2 separate regions of the Gossypium hirsutum genome follow, and region 2 is linked to region 1. A link is a contact called in public Hi-C data. All regions are on one chromosome and are shown on one strand. The core of a region is the stretch at or near the end of the contact, and the rest is flanking DNA. Distances in the headings are between cores, read along the strand shown. Region 1 has its middle 26 kb from the start of LOC121212725. Region 2 holds the start of LOC107895069 (transcription factor bHLH81).

Region 1 (5,762 bases), core at 215-2,714:
CAACCTTTACACTTTGAAGTTGAGTTATTTATTACTACTTTATATTATGTTACTCCTAAGTGTAATCATCAATTATTCATAATAAGTAGATTTAATTTGTTTTTTTTTAAAGGTTTTTTTAATATGTTTGGATAGTTTTGAATAATCATATAATAATGCCGCAAACGTATTACACAATAGAATCCTAGTTGTATCGAAGAAAGAGAGGAAGAAACATAGAAGAATTTAGAGAGGAGAAAATAGGGTAAACTTTAGTCCAAAATCACATTCTACATGCCTTTCATTGCTCATTTCAGAATATAGCAACTCAGAGAAAGAAGTATGGTACAAAGCTGTCATTTCGGTTATGGATAGCTATCCCTCTCAGCTTAACATTTCATTAAAACAGTTACATCAACACTTAAGACAAAACGCACCATTTTTGCTTCCTTCACAAAAACTCCCATTTTAACTAAAGTAAAATAAAAGTCAACATTTTAAATTAAAAGTGCAACAGAAAATACTAAAATTTAAAAACAACATTTTGTCCGTTAACAATACTCTTTCGCTAAAGTAGATCCTTGTCCTCAAGGATCAAGGTTGGGGTATCGTTGCTGCAGCTTTGGCCAAGATTCCCATGTAGCATCCTCAGGAAAACTGTTCACCCACTCCAGAAGCACTTCAGTTGCTACTTGATTATTTTTCTTAACCATACGATGGTCAAGGATTCTGACAGATTCTTTAAGAATCATGCCATCAGGGTTTATCAAAGGAAGGGTAGGCTATACATGCTAATGTCCCACATGATGCTTAAGTAAGGAAACATAGAATGTGGGATGAATCTTTGAGTCTAGCAGTAACTGAAGGGTGTAGGCAACAATACCAACCTTGGACAAAACTGAAATGGACCAAAATAATGTGGAGAGAGTTTCTGGTTAGTAAACTTCCGTAGTGAATGCTGCCGATAAGGTTGTAACTTCAGGAAAACCTAGCTTCCTTCTTGGAAGGATCTTTCACTTCTATGTTGTTTAGCATAATGTTTCATTCTGTCCTGAGCTCACTTGAGATGATAGTGACAGATATGCCTTGTAGCTTCACATTGTTGTAAACTACGGTCCACATGATCCACCCTAGAAGAGCCAGCCAAATAAGAAAGGTGGTGGGGTGGTGTCTGACCATAAAAAGCCTTGTTGGGAGTGGTGTTAATGGATGTGTGGAAGGTGGAATTATACCACCACTTAGCCAATGAGTTCCAAGCAAACTAGTTACCGGTTCTTTCTCATGTCATGCAACATAGGTAGTTCTCCAAACACTTGTTTAAAATCTACGTTTGACCATCAGATTTCGGGTGGTATGTCATAGTCAAGTACAACTTGGTTCCCAGCCTTTTAAATAGTTCTTGCTAGAATAAGCTAACCTATATCCAATCTCAGTTCGAAATAATGGAATCCAGCAACCTATGGAGCTTATAAACATGGTCAAGATGGGCTTGGGCTACTGTAACAGTTGTAAAGGGATGAGAGAGTCCTACAAAATAAGCATATTTAGTGAGTGTATCCACTATTACAAGAATGGAATTCTTTCCCTTAGAAGGGGTTAATCCCTCGAAGAAATCCATGTTCACTCCGAACCAAGCGAGAGTAGGAATTGGGAGTGGTTGAAGTAGCCTAAGATGAGCAGAGGTATCATACTTGTTTCGTTGGCAAACAAAGCATTCTCTCACCCACTGTTTAATAATTGTATTCATCCCTTTTCCAGTAAACCATACTTGCAAGTCATTGTCTCATAGCATGGATGCTCGAATGCCCCTGTGGAACTCTCATGAAAATAAGAAACTAGGGCTTTTTGAAGCTCTTGATCCTTTCCAATCACAAGTTTCCCATTTCTTCTTAAAAAATGAACATCCCAATTGTACTTTGATGGGATGAAGGTTGGGCTTATAGCTTCAAACAAATTTTGTTAAAACGAGGGTCCTGTTGCCAAGCTTCTTGTACTCGAGCTAATAAGCTATATACCGTCGAACTATCTTCCAATTGTAAACACTGTCCTTTAGCTCCAATACGCTGTCTCAAAAGAGCATCGACTCCTACGTTGGTGCTTCCCATCCTATACAGCACATGAAAGTTATAACTAAGCATTTTTTGCGACCCATTTATGTTGAAAAAGGGTAACAGCCTGCCGGTCAGCTAGGAATTACAAGCTTTGATGGTTAGTTCGAATGCAAAAATGACGACCAACCAGATAATGATGCCATTATTTTACTGCCAAAGGAGCCACTTGCATTTCCTTTTCATAAATCGACAAAGACTTGCTAAAAGAATTGTGGGGTGCCCTTGTTGTTGTAAAACTGTTCCTACTATGGAGATACCGACATCGGTGTCCAAATAAAAAACAAGCTAAGATTTCAGTAGGGCAAGGACGAGAGCAGAACTAAGGGCAATTTTTAAGGTGGTGAAGGCCTTGTCAGCTTGTTGAGTCCAATTCCATTCACTTACTTAAGCAAGTCAGTGAGTGGCCTTGCTATCGTGCCATAGTCTTTAATGAATCTTCGCTAATACCCTGAAAGACCAAGGAACCCTTAAATTCTATAACACACGGAGTCAGCTAATTTATTATACTGGTAACCTTGTTTTGGTCCACTGCCACCTTCTCTTGAGATATAACATGTCACATGTACTCTATTCGAGTGGCCCTAAAATAACATTTCCTTTTTTGGCATATGATTGTTGGTGTCTCAAAACCTCAAAGACAATCATGAGATGCCTCAAATGATCCTACTAAGAAGAGAAATAAATAAGGATGTCATCAAAGATAACAAGTACAAAGTTCCGTAGCCAAGGTTTAAAAATTGAATTCATCAAAGCTTGGAACGTGGAAGGTGCATTTGTTAAGCCGAAAGGCATGGTTAAAAATTTGTAGTGGCCCTTGTGCATCTAGAAGGTCGTTTTATGGATGCTAGGTTCTCACATTCAGATTTGGTGTTAATCGAAACGAAAGTATAGATTGGAAAATATTTTGGCTTGCCTAAGTTTATCAAAGAGCTCTTCTATTACAGGAATAGGGAAATTTTCTTTAATTGTTAACTGGTTTAATTGTTAATAATCCACACACAGTATCCATTCTCCATTTTTTTAACCATCACTATAGGGGATGCAAAGGAGTTGTTGTAGTCCTTAGTGATCCCTGCCTGAATCATTTCACAGACTATCCTTTTCATTTCTGTTTTCTAAATGGCAATATACATGTATGGTTTTATTTTAACCACAACTGGTTCATCCTTCAAGGGTATTTTATGGTCTTGTAGTCGAGAATGTGGGAGACCCTTTGGTTTTTGAAAAACATCATAATAGGTTTGGAATATAGATTGAAGCTCTTGGTTGAAACTAACATCAGTTGCCATCAAACTAGCTTGTACCATGTCCGTGATAACCATAGCATATAAGTGGTAACTCTTGAAAAGAGTTCTATTTTAGGCCTCTAGATGGAATTAATTGTTTTCTTAATTAAGTAAATACATTTGCATTTCTAGGATAATTTTAAAACATTGCATAACAAAGCTTGGATTGCGCTATAATGGTCATCATTTATTACTTTTATTACTTGAGGAAGGAAAAGTTATGGTTGGACACAGGTGCAGGTAGAAGAAGAGGATGAAGAAGATGCAGAAGGAAAAAAAGGGAAGTGAAACATTGCCGTGGCAAATGGTGAGATTAATTGTCAACACAATTGCCATGGCAATTCTAGAAAGGTGACTCAGCACTCTATCCATGTCACTCTCAGCTAGTTGGACGTGTACCAGAAAAATAACCTTGAAAAAGAGGAGAAACAAATGTTTGCTAAGGGAGACGTATCTACCCAATAAAAGAAGGAGAGAGAAGAAAAAAAGAGAGGATAATTTGTGTGAGAAAAAAATTGGTGACAACGATTTTTCTCTCATTTGGAGAATTCCAAAGAAAGAAAGGGTAACAACTTAAGAAAGCAGAATACAGACGTGAAGAATGGAGAGAAACAGCTATCCTAGATTCACGTACAATCTGAGAATCAAAGAGAAGTTGGAGTGTGGCTAGAATTCCTACATTTCTGCCTTTATTTTCTTGATTTCTGTGATTCGAATTGATTTGAGAATGGTGATGAATGATTTTATTTTGATGTTAACTTTTCCACCCATGAACTAAATCTTTTCTAGGTTGGAGTTATTTCGGTGAATGTTTTATCATCTTTAATTACCATGATTTTACATTGTCTATTTCACTGTTTTATTCAATTTATGCTTATTTTAAATACATGCATGCAAGCTCTAGACATAGTTGATTGTGTGTTATGTTCTTATATGTATTTTTAATTCTGAAAAGGTTAAATATATTGGATCTTGAATCGTTTGGTGCAAGCGAATACTCGAAAGAATATTTGTAGCACTCTAGACATAGATGTTGCAAGTTGTACAAAGAAGATTCATTATAGTTACTAATCTAGAGTTCTGTAGACATAGAATAACTTAGATTTCTAGCCTAAAATTTAGCTATCAAAAGAGGCAGGTTATAGTAGTGACTCTCTGATTAGACAATATTTTTCCATGGCATTATTTTGATATTAACATTTCACCTAAATAATTCCAGCACTGTTCATTCAACAACAGAAATACTCTTGCTTTTCTATGTAATTTTCCATATCAATTATTTGTTTTTAGCATTTGATTTCACTAATTCATTATACAAATATCTTATTCAACTTGAGAGTATTTTCTGCTATTTAGTATAGTCAATAGAATTGTAATAACTTACTCAATTTCTTACCAATTTTCGATCCCTGTGGAGACAATACTTACTTATCACTTTATTACTTGAACGATGTGTACACCTGCACAATTCAATTAGTTACTTACCTGCAAAAATAAGCTTTGTCCTTTCCACAACATAGTCAAACATTTGGTAGATTGATTGTGTCCCAGTAATAGGATGTGACCTGGCTGTATACCTTCCAATAAACATTGTTGACCATTGTAGATAAATTTCATTGTCAGGGATCTAAATTCCCAAGTGATGGGTCCTAAGGTCTGGAGCCATTGTACCCCTAAGACTAAATCGCATTCCCCCAATTGTAGTACTAGGAAATCAATTTGGAAGTAGGCAATAGATGTGGACCACAATAATTTCCTACAAACCCCACTGGTTGACAAGATAACCCCATTAGCAATACAATTTTAGCACTTATAAAATTATGGGTGTTTCCTAAATAAACAATAAGAATGACTTTAGTGTTCCCAACATTGGTAGCCACTGTAACAGCCTAATTTTGGACTTAGTCAGAATAGTGATTTCGTGTAATACCCCCAAACCCGGCCTAGACGCTATGGCTGAATCTGGTGGCGTCACATGTGAGTGCTTTTTAGAAAAACCTTAGCAAGTTAAAAGTCGTCCAATTTGTTATCTTTACTTAAATCGTGAAATCTCTATTCCAAATATTAAGTGAAAACATTTCATTAATGCAGAAGCTAAAACATCATTAATTCATAAATCAATAATCTAACAATTTAAAATCCCCAAAATAAACCCAAAATAAATATTTAAATAAAGCAGACAAACTAAAGTGTTACTCAAAAATCCGTAAATATCTACCAATGGTCACCATCGAGCCCTCCGTCACACCGATCCATCTATTGCTGAAGATTACATGAACAGATAAATAAATAAAGGGGTGAGTTTTCGTAACTCAGTGTGTACATCCCCACAAACAACATGCAGACAAATAGATAACAGAATATAGTTATTCGGCCTCAGCCGTAT
Region 2 (5,203 bases), core at 1,825-4,324, 370 kb after region 1:
TTTAAGTTTCAACATGAAACTGCAGGCATATGAACCCAAGCGTAGAAGAAAAGTGAACAATAAAGATGAACAATAAAACACTGGGTGAAGAAATACTGAGGGAGGAAAGCGGTTATGATTCGAACTTGAAACTCAGATACTATGTTAAATTTGGGAAACCAAATAACGCTTAAGCTAATAGGAAAAGATGTAACTATCATATTTAAGTCTTAACACTTATCAACTTCAACCTTGTAACCAGAGGCGAAGCCCGCCGGGTGGGGGGGGGGAAGAGCTTAATTTTTTTTTTTAATTTTAAATTAGTAAAAGTAAAATTATACTTTGACCCCTAAAATTATAAAAATTTGATTTAATCCTTTACAAATTATAGAAAGATATAAACTATAAAAATTTAAAATTTCATCCGGCCCCCCTAAAAAAATTTTCTGGCTTCGCCCCTGCTTGTAACGACTAGATAGTGAACTCATCAATAAATCTACAAAATTTCTATTGAGGCATTACATCAAGTAGTATGAATGGAAATGTCATCGTTTCTGAAAACCACAGAAATTCCTCCTACTTCATAAAAAGTTAAAATAATACATGAATATATCTTGCTTTAACATTAGAAGATTATGCATGATATAATGTTCACCTGAACATAAATTTATAGGACAGCCAAGAAAATATGAAGTACTACAGTTTTACTCAAATTAGAGCTTATGGATATAAAGTTCTGTTGCACCCTAAGCATGCCAATTTCATTTGGCTTATGCCTTATATGATAAACAGGAACGCTAATGGGGGAAAACCATTGATCAACTTAAACCGCTTACAGATCTAGGCATAACAAAGTATGAATCCATATCGCAAGTTTTTTTATTTCAATCTAAGAGAGAGATCTTTCAAATGCCTTTCCTCCGCCAAAATAACTCTTCTTTTCCCCTACAATTATGGAGTTGATATAAATCTTTCTATGGATAAAAAAGCAACTTTTTATATATAACCATGAATCAAACACATCTCTTTGCTTTTAATAGGCACTCAAGCTCTATCAGAACCATCAGCAGAAGATACAAGTACCAACCACATCCCACAGTTGAACATTAAGCAACCATTTCCAAAGGGACTAGAGTTACATCTCTTTTCTAATGTGTTTCCATGAACCTTTAGGACCCTGAAATTTTGACAAATTCCTTCTCTTTTCTTACAAACACAGAGTATATTTGTCAGTACAAATAGGATAATGGCCACCCCATGATTAATTACTTCATTTACGAATTTATAGTAATAAAATCCTGGTTACAAACATGACAAGTACTGCGGCGGCCAGTCCCACACTTAAAACCTAAGGCTGCAAATAATCAACATCCTCCAAGTTGAACTAGTTCTCTAATAAAAAACTTAGCCAGTTAAACATATAACACTGGGAACTATATACTAGATATAGAGAAATAGTGCTTTAAGTGTCACTATAAACTACAAATGGCCATTCTACCAAAATTATCGAATCTATATTGATATATAGTTGTTCTTCAATCTCATGTATGTCTCTTGTAGCCAGTCAGACAAATCAATACATTTCGCATCAAACTTAATTAGGATGAAACATTAATATAGGTTAGAAAGTCCTTTTGTAGAATGATAGCTACATACTGAACTTGAATTTTCCGATTAAAATAGATCTCAAGATGTAGCCTACCTTATCCATGTTGGGGACAAGCTCCTGAAGCTTTCTAATGCGATCGCTAATCCGTGTTCTCCGAACCTAACAAAAATAGTCATGGATAGTTAGAACTAAACATAAACACCATTTTACATCTTAATTATCAGCAAATGAATACACTTACCCTTTCTGCAATACTTCGAGGATGAGTAGCACACCCTCGCTTCGCACGGACCCTGCAAGGTACTGAATCCTCCAAAAGTTTCTCCATATCTACATCTATAAGATTAGATATCCCACCAGAAATCTGATCACTTGGCTCTCCTTTCTACCCAAAAATAGAAGGAAAACAAAAGGTATTGTAAAAATAATAATAAAATTGGGGATTCAACCATATATATTTTTGCTCAAAAGAGTAAAGTTATCCTTTCCTTTTTGGCTAGAAATGTATGGCCAATAGTTGGTCAGCTTTGAAAAGAAATAGTGAAGCCTAAACCATTAAAAGAAGACTAAAAAGAATATAATAAGACGACGATCAATATCTATCCTTTCACAGGCAATTCAAAGACGGCAAAAACATAAAACCGAAGTATTCAAAATCCATATAATAGAAAAATTAACAAGCCGTGGAAGTTGAAATATAATATTAGTATGGCTATCTCTTAGTCTTACCAACTGAGAATGGAACTTTGTTGGTGGGAATTGCGTATCAAGCTCGCTAGCCCTCTTACTCGAGGGAGAAACATCCATAGTTGGCGATAAATAGTCATAATTTGCAGCAACCCCAAAGTTAGAGAAGTAGGCATCAGAGGCAGCAGCAGGATTATTCCCAAGAAAATCAGCTGGAGAACTGTTTTGCCTCTGGAAACCAGAAGGCTCAAACAACCCAGATGGATCGGCTGAGTTGGGAAAAAGCAATGAATTTCGAATGGTGGGTGTTGAGGATGAATTTCCAGTTAGTAGCTGAGTCAAGCACTGGCTAGGCTTCAAAGGGTCCTCTTCTTCTTCCTCGAGAAGGGCTTCTAACCAGGTGGCTGGCGCTGAGCGGAAACGGGCGAGTCCAGCTCGACTACCTTCAGCGCCACCGCCACTAGAGCTGCTACTGCCGCCAGGCGTCGGTTTCATCTGCTTCTTTGTTCAGCTTGAGGAGTTAGCTTTGTGAAGCTATGAAAAACTCTTCTTTTTTTTTTTTTCTTTTTGGTTTCCTGTTCAGCAGCTTTCCCTTTTTCGGTGTGGGATATGCCCTAACATAGCTTATTTTTGCAAGTTCCCTTTGTTTTTCATTTAAATGATTTTGAGCCGTTCGATTAGAACCAAAATGTTTCGGAAAAGAGAGATCCAACGGTGGCTAAGTTGGTTCTATCAGAAAAGGAAACATGTAAGGCCAGAAACTGCAACCTCATCATTTTCTTTCAGATCAGACCTCCTCTTCACCGTAACCTCTGGAAAGTAAAGTCAGTTTCAGATGCAGGTATTTCACGTGACAGTCACGGACCAATATAGTTCAGAAAAGCATGCACCTGGAATATACGGCTTAATAATGCGTGGGTAGGTTTATGGGAAATATTATATCTTTTTTGGTTAGAAAATATGTTGCTAGATGTGGCAAAAATAAGGAGGCGGAGGCAATTTCACCCAATGTCCACTGTAGATTTGGTAATTTTTTAAATTCAACATGCAAATCAGAAAACAACAAACTTTTAATGTGTCAATTTTAGGGGGCACAACCTCTACATTGCCCTTTTGTATCCTCCTTTTATATATAACTAGATTTTAATTATATGAAATAAGAATTTTTTAATTATGTTTTATATTTTAGGTACATAATTTAAAATTAAACTCACCTCCAAATTATACTAAGATATCTATTTTTTTTCTCATTTTACCTAAAAACACATTACCAAACAATAAGAACATGCCATATAGTATGTTCGTATTGAACATAGTAGGTTTTAGAATAAAATGAGATAAAATTTATAATTTAAAATCATATTTAACCAAATAAAACTTTAAGTACCTAAGTGAGAAAAGTGATATAATTTGGGGGTCAATTTAATTTTGTAGTTAAACCTTATGCAAACTATGAAATAAATTGAGATTAGGGGGGGTTGTCATTGTCGAGGGAGTGTAGAGGATCACCATGGGGGTGGATTCGTGGGTTTAATAAGAGGTTGGGATAGTGTTCTGTCTTTAATGCTAAGTTATTGAAGTATTCTAGACGGCTTGACATTACTACAAAATAAGCGATGTGACAGTGTTGATTCGAACAGATAGTATGGAGTTCCTTTAGGCCATTCAAAAATTATTCTCAATTACATCTTATTCCGCACTTATCAGACGTATTTAATAGCTTTTGGTGGAAATGGATCAATGAAATTTTGAACATATTCCTAGAGAAGAGAACATAGAAGCTGACCGCATTGCCAAGATGGCTTTTGGCAAAAATAAGGGTAGGCAACTGTTCGCAGAGATTTTGTTAGATTTTGTTATATTAATGTGATTATTTTGTCTGGTTTTTATAAAAAAATTACATAATGTTTAATGAGTAGACTAATCTATTTAAATAAAAAATTTAACATTAAAATTAAAATAATAAAATACTTTCTCTAAATTTCAATTACTAAGATAAATTATTTAAATAATGTAAAAAATAATTAAAAATCAAAAGCATGAACGCATATTTTTCCTTTAAATTGAATCATGATAATAAACTAAGCGAAACATTAATAACTAATTTATGATTTAAAGACAACATAAGATAAATAATTACAAAACAAAACAAACACAATATAAATAAAATGATTATGTCAAAAAACTGTAAATTATTAATGCATAAAATATATATTTACAACAATAAAATTATAGTATTCTAAACATATTTAAAAATAGGTTATTATATGTCATGGGTCCTTGTCATCTTCTCAAATTTAAAATTTAGTCTTTATACTTTTATTTTTAAGAATTTAGTCTCTTTACTTTTAAGATTTCAAAATTCAAGTCCAATGATTACCAATTTTAAGATTATTTTGTTAAATTTAGGTTCATTATAATGTCATTTTTTAAGTTACATTGCTACCAAATGAGTATTTTTTTATATTTTAAAATTTCACACCAATCAATTTAACAAAAAAAATAATATTATACTTGAATTTTAAATTTAAAAAGTAAAAAAAATCTAAATTTTTTAAAATAAAAATATATGGACTGAATTCTAAACTTATAATATAAATACTTTTGGCATATTTAAACCTTAAAAATAACTCAAAACAGTTTTCTTTTTCTTTTTCTCTTTGCTTTTTTCCCCTCCTTTTTCTCCTTTCTTTCCTCTTTCTTCTTGAACCCCATCGTCCCACAGGCCATAACCCAAAAAGAAAGTGTCAAAAGCTTAAGGCCTATATCTACAGTAAACCTGTGTTATAGATTGTAGATAATTAATCTAATACACTATTGATGCTTTTTTTTATAGTTTTTAAATTATTTAATAATATTGTATTACAGCAGAAATGAAAATTTGAAGGTAAATATGCTCCAAATAGAAAAGAAAGTACAAGCCAAATT

The links. Hi-C and Micro-C count contacts between places; a contact is called where the count stands out from the background.
Region 2: a contact with region 1 is called in a Hi-C map of hypocotyl, with 2.5 times the contacts expected there. The contact joins the promoter of LOC107895069 here to the enhancer-like site in region 1. A contact is called at or near these places in 3 of 34 Hi-C or Micro-C datasets (hypocotyl, leaf and seedling).

Annotation. Positions count from the first base shown.
Region 1 is chrA13:85,671,752-85,677,513 of Gossypium_hirsutum_v2.1, forward strand. No RefSeq gene overlaps it. Among protein-coding and RNA genes, the nearest start is that of LOC121212725, 26 kb to the right of the region's middle. Within about 2 kb of position 1,465, at least 2 of the 9 cell types and tissues checked have an H3K27ac peak or open chromatin away from gene starts, as enhancers often do. A contact at or near this core is called in hypocotyl, where this site is marked.
Region 2 is chrA13:86,038,405-86,043,607 of Gossypium_hirsutum_v2.1, forward strand. LOC107895069 (transcription factor bHLH81) reads right to left here and starts at 3,075. Exons shown (of 5, transcript XM_016820279.2): 1 at 2,318-3,075; 2 at 1,830-1,973; 3 at 1,682-1,747. The coding sequence starts at 2,770.